Regions from separate parts of the Danio rerio genome. Here region 2 is linked to region 1. Evidence: chromatin contacts called from public HiChIP or PLAC-seq data. All regions are on one chromosome and are shown on one strand. The core of a region is the stretch at or near the end of the contact, and the rest is flanking DNA. Distances in the headings are between cores, read along the strand shown.

What was found. HiChIP or PLAC-seq counts read pairs in DNA pulled down with a chosen protein or histone mark.
Region 2: an H3K4me3 HiChIP or PLAC-seq map of embryo shows a contact between it and region 1, with 2.2 times the contacts expected there. The contact joins the promoter of acot22 here to the promoter of wdr26a in region 1. A contact is called at or near these places in 2 of 18 Hi-C or Micro-C datasets (caudal fin and an unstated tissue) and 1 of 4 datasets of contacts at active chromatin or transcription factors (embryo).

What each region holds. Positions count from the first base shown.
Region 1 is chr16:2,709,078-2,711,903 of GRCz12tu, reverse strand. wdr26a (WD repeat domain 26a) reads left to right here and starts at 1,371. Exons shown (of 15, transcript XM_073925693.1): 1 at 1,371-1,999. The coding sequence starts at 1,752.
Region 2 is chr16:3,021,392-3,024,091 of GRCz12tu, reverse strand. It overlaps acot22 (acyl-CoA thioesterase 22), which reads left to right and starts at 1,286. Exons shown (of 3, transcript NM_001256219.1): 1 at 1,286-1,807. The coding sequence starts at 1,297.

The sequences.
Region 1 (2,826 bases), core at 122-2,621:
GTATATATATACATACACACTAAATCTCTATCAAAAACAGATTTACTATGGTACATTATAAAGCACAGCAGTTCTTTGGTATTTAATGACAGGGAGTACCCTGTAGCCTGATCAGTTGTTACAGCAGCAGCTGTTTATTATTGGACATAATTACTGCAAACAAAACTTTCCTGTAATTCCACTCAACCCTCCACCCCTCCAAACAAGCAGCGCCATATTAAAGTGATGGCAAATCTCTGATCCTTTACTCACATTACATCTCTTATGAACATCTTTCTTCTGCTGAACACTAAAGGAGATATTTTGAAGAATGCTGCAAAACCTGTAACCATTGACTTTTATACTACAGGGTGGGCCATTTATATTGATACACTGTAATAAAATGGGAATGGTTGGTGATATTAACGTCCTATTTGGGGCACATTAGTATATGTGAGGGGGTAAACTTTTCAAGATAGGTGGTGACCATGGGGGTCATTTTGAAGTCGGCCATCTTGGATCCAACTTTTGTTTTTTTTTAATAGGAAGAGGGTCATGTGACACATCAAACCTATTGGGAATTTCACAAGAAAAGCAATGGTGTGCTTGGTTTTAACGTCACTTTATTCTTTCATGAGTTATTTAAAAGTGTCTGACCACTTATTAAATGTGTTCAGTGTGCTGCCCGTTGTGTTGGATTATCAATGCAAGACTCTTCTCCCACTCTCACACACTGATAGCAACACCGCAGGAGAAATGCCAGCACAGGCTTCCGGTACCTGTAGTTTCAGGTGCTGCACATCTCGAATCTTCACACATACATTCTGTGCACATCAATTACAATAATAATCATTAAATTATTTGCAATATTATTTTTTCATTGCTGATCTCAAAAACGTTAGCAATTAAAGATTGCATCAACTTTGAAACTTAGGGCATTGCAAGAAAAATACAGTAATGGTGTTGCATTATGTATATTACATTTAAAGAAAAATAAAATAACAAGAAATGTATAAATTAAATAAATAAAATAATAAGACAGTGGTACTTTTTAATTTTTTTTTTAATGAATACAAGAATAACAGCATCAATGCATTGAAGAAAAAATACAATAAAGAAAAAATAAAGAAGAGAGAAAAAACTTTCCAAAGCCTCAATAATTAATAAAAAAGATTATCATAAGCTTTAAGCAATGTATTATTTTTATTATTGAGCTTAAGAGATTCAGTATTGAACGAAATTTCAACAAGGAAAGTATTGAATATAGGTATTGTTTTTAGGATCTTATTTTTGTGTATAAAACATTTACAGCGTGTAAGACAACGGCACATAATCAAAAGAGTTCAAGGTTGTTGCGGCGCTTCCTGTGACGTCACCGCGCACGGACGTCCGTAATGGACTTGCAGCTGTTCCCTGACAAACAATAACAAGAGGAGCGAGCGACTGAACGAGCAAACGGCGGCGGCTTTTCCGCGTCTGTGACCGCGCTGATATTGAGCCCGCGAGGCGTCTCGACTCTGACATTACCGGCGAGGAAAACTCTGGCCTCCGCTGCCTCTTCTTCCGAGTCGGAAACCGGCGGAGCTTCGCCGCCACCGCGGAAGAAAAGCCGAGTCTCGGCGGCGGAGGGAGCAGGACAGAGCGGGGCGTCTGCAGCCGGGATCACGGGCCTCTCTGCGGCGTCTCTCCCAACCCCCCACCGGCGCTCGGCCATCGGCTTCAATAACAGCCCACAGGCGCGCGGATCCGCCACCGTCACCGCGGATCATAACATGCAGGCCAACGGCACCGGAGGACAAGAGCCGGAGCCGCAGCTGTCCTGCCGGAACGGAGAGTCCTCGTCCTCCGCCGCGGGAGCTGTGCACTCCAACGGGCTGCTGTCCTCCGCTAATAACGGGTTGCCGTCGTCCACCGAGAGCCCGGCTCCGGACACCGGGATGAAGAAGAAGAAACGGCTGTCCCAGAGCGACGAGGACGTGATCAGACTCATCGGACAGCATCTACACGGGCTGGGACTCAAGTGAGTATCGGCGGATCATCCGGTTATTATCGAGATGGAGCCATGATGCTGTCAGTGCGGCTTTCGTGATGGTGTTTGGGTTTTTTGACAAAGCTGTCATTTTGAAATGTTATGGTTTAGTGTGTGTGTGTGTGTGTGTGTGTGTGTTTCGACGGTGGTGGCGAGCGCTGGTGGTGTTTGTGTCCTGCTGTTTATTGTTTTCATAACAGTGTCAGTGGCGATTTGTGTGCTTCCACGATGATGTCAGTTGAGATTTTGTAGCGTGTCGGTGGAATTTATTTATTTTCAGTGGTGTTTTTGTGTTTTCAAGATGGTGTCAGTGGTGTTTTGTAGATGGTGTCAGTGGTGTTTTGTGTTTTCATGATGTCATTACTGTTTAGTGGCTTTCTGATGGCTGTCAGTGCTGTTTTCATGATTGTGTCAGTGGTGTTTTGTGTTCATGATTGTGTCAGGGGTGTTTTTGTGTTTTCATGATTGTGTCAGTGGTGTTTTTGTGTTTACATTGTGGTGTCAGTGGTGTTTTTGTGTTTTCATGATTGTGTCAGTGGTGTTTTTGTTTGTTCATGATTGTGTCAGTGGTGTTTTTGTGTTTTCATTGTGGTGTCAATGATGTTTTCTGCTTACATTGAGGTGTCAGTGGTGTGTTTGTGTTTACATTGTGCTGTCAGTGGTGTTTTTGTGTTTTCATGATTGTGTCAGTGGTGTTTTTGTTTACATTGTGCTGTCAGTTGTGTTATGTGGTAAAGATGGTGTCAGTGGTGTTTTTGTGTTTTCATGATTGTGTCAGTGGTGTTTTTGTGTTTACATTGTGGTGTCAGTGGGGTTTT
Region 2 (2,700 bases), core at 37-2,536, 310 kb before region 1:
GATCGATCATTAGATGCATGTACTTTTTTAAAATCCTGATCTCCGCCATGTTGTAACTTCGGTGCTGTGGCAACCGTGGAATGCATTCGGAATCAGAGTTGCACTGACTGCAATTGAGCGAGAACACCACTAGTGTGAAAGTCAGACGGTGTAGATGGACGCAAAGTTTTCAACAGTTTCCATCTGAAGCTCCTTTACGGGACTCCAATATTGTAAACACTCAGTCCAATGGGTTCACGCGGCTCTTGGTCCCACACACACTCGTCAGCCCTACCAAGTCGATGGTATCACAGAGCTTGCGGTACGCGTCATTGTGACGTGCAGGTAAGGCTGATTTATGCTTCTGCGTCAAGCGCACATGTATGCTGCGGCGTAGCCTTCATGCGGTCGCATAGCCCTCGCCGTGGCTCTCAAGGCTGATATATACTTCTGCATGCCTTGCACATTGTCATATATACTTCCGCCTGCTGTTTGTGTTGTTCTGCAATAACACTTCTGAAACACTAGCTGGCAGCAGGTTTTTTGTCTTGTTTTACGCTTGAGCAACTAAATGAATGCCAAAGTTTATTTAACTGAATGTACAAAAAAAAAAGAAAAAAAGATTTATCAGGCCAAGCAGAGACTTCTTGAGGAAATTAACAATCCTTGCTGAGCAGCGAAACTTCATTGAAAGTGACGCGCCAGAAAGCCGAAGCAACCCTGCAGCCGATAAATCGGATCTTGAAGTAGAGTTCATTGATTCAGAGGAACTGTTTGTTTGTGAGCCGCTCAATCCTGTATCAGTCGATAAGCAAAGTTCACACTTAAATTTCCTCGAAAACCTCTCCGAACTGGATGAGCCTGCCTTAGAGCCCTATCCACAACCGCTTTGTGTCCCAGGACCAAGCGGTTATGCATTGAATGTCACTTTAAGCTGAATACTAGTATCTTGAAGAATATCTAGTCTAATATTATTTACTGTCATCGTGGCAAAGACAAAATAAACCAGTTATTAGAAATGAGTTATTAAAAGCTATTATGTTTAGAAATGTTTTTCTCTCCGTTAAACAGAAATTGAGGGGAAAATATACAGGAGGGCTAATAATTCTGACCTCAGCTGTAGTCAGGTTACTTCATCCGTATCAAAATCACATGCCATTTTTAAATTGCTCGCAGATATGTAATTTGAGATCTGACAGTTCAAAGTCTACATAAATATAAAACTGATCTTGTGACTGATTCGAGTCCAAAGATGCTTTAAGAAGCTCTTTGAAATCATCTTTCTAAGCAGTATCCTGCAGTGATCACAGGGATAACATGTATGCAGCACTGAAATTTGCCTTTATGCCTTTTGCAAGATCCCTTGCGAAGGTGCACTACAGTTCAGGAGTCAGCATCAAGCTTCTGCCCAGTTACAAGTGCTCATTCGAAGACCCGGTGCATGTGATGGTGAGCGGCTTAAATCCACATCAACGTGTGAATCTGCGCTCCAAAATCACGGATGAAGGTGGACGTGATTTCAAGGCTTCAGCGATCTACCTAGCAGATGACAATGGCCAAATTGACCTCAAGCGCGACTCTTCTGCTGGCGGGAGCTTTTCTGGAGTGGAACCGATGGGTTTATTCTGGGCTCTGAAAGCAGATCTATTAAGCTGCAAGTTCAAGCTGAAAGATGTGACGCGTCCAGCTCTTGTTGACATTGAGGTTGTCGGTGAGGATGAGAAAGTCCTGGCCAAAGTGACCAACGAGAGACACTGCCTGAGCGAGGGTGTCCGGAGAAGTCTTGTCACCGAAGGAAGGATCAGAGGGACTCTTTTTATGCCCACTGGTCAGTTATTTGCATTATTATGCTGTCTCTTTCATCTCTCTGTCACTTAAGCCAACATTAGCACCAGACACAGTTTTAAAATCATTCATTAATTCTCCTTTGACTAAGTCTCTATTTCAGAGGTCACCTCACCCCAATATTGGGAAACACCCATACACTCTCATTCAAGCACACTCTATTACACTACGGCCAATTTAGTTCATCCAATGCACCTATAGCCCATGTGTTTAGAGCCGAGGCTCTAACCCAGGGGCCACCAAACTTGTTCCTGGAGGGCTGGTGTCCTTCAGATTTTAGCTCCAACTCTAATTACACACGTCTGAACAAGTTAATCAAAGTCTTACTAGGTATACTTGAAACATCCAGGCAAATGTGTTGAGGCAAGTTGGAACAAAACCCTGCAGGGACACTGGCCCTCCAGGACCGAGATTGGTGACCCCTGCTCTAACCAGTGACCTTATTGCTGAGAGGCGATTGTGCTACCCACTGTGCCACCGTGCTGCCCCAAAACTCATTACAGTCTCTTTTTAATAAGTTATATATAGTCTTATAATATCTTATAATAGTCAGGTAACAGATATGAATGTTTAGGGCATTGCCTTGCTGTGCTGAAAATGGGGATGTGTCATTTACAGCTATGCCACAGCCTGAGCAGTGGCGTAGCAGACGGGCCCGCAGGGCATGCACCGCAGGGGGGCCCTGCGTGATTAGAGGGCCCTGCGTCGTCGCGATTTTAAATAATTGATAATTTGGCAACCGCAATAATCAGGGCCGGAGCAAGCTGAACTGCCGCTCCAGGCAAAGGACGGTAACGCCGCCCTCAACTTTGAAGAGAAAGTCGCCCTCTCTATTCTGCCGTCCTTGACGCAGATATAACAGGGCGCGGGTGGTGA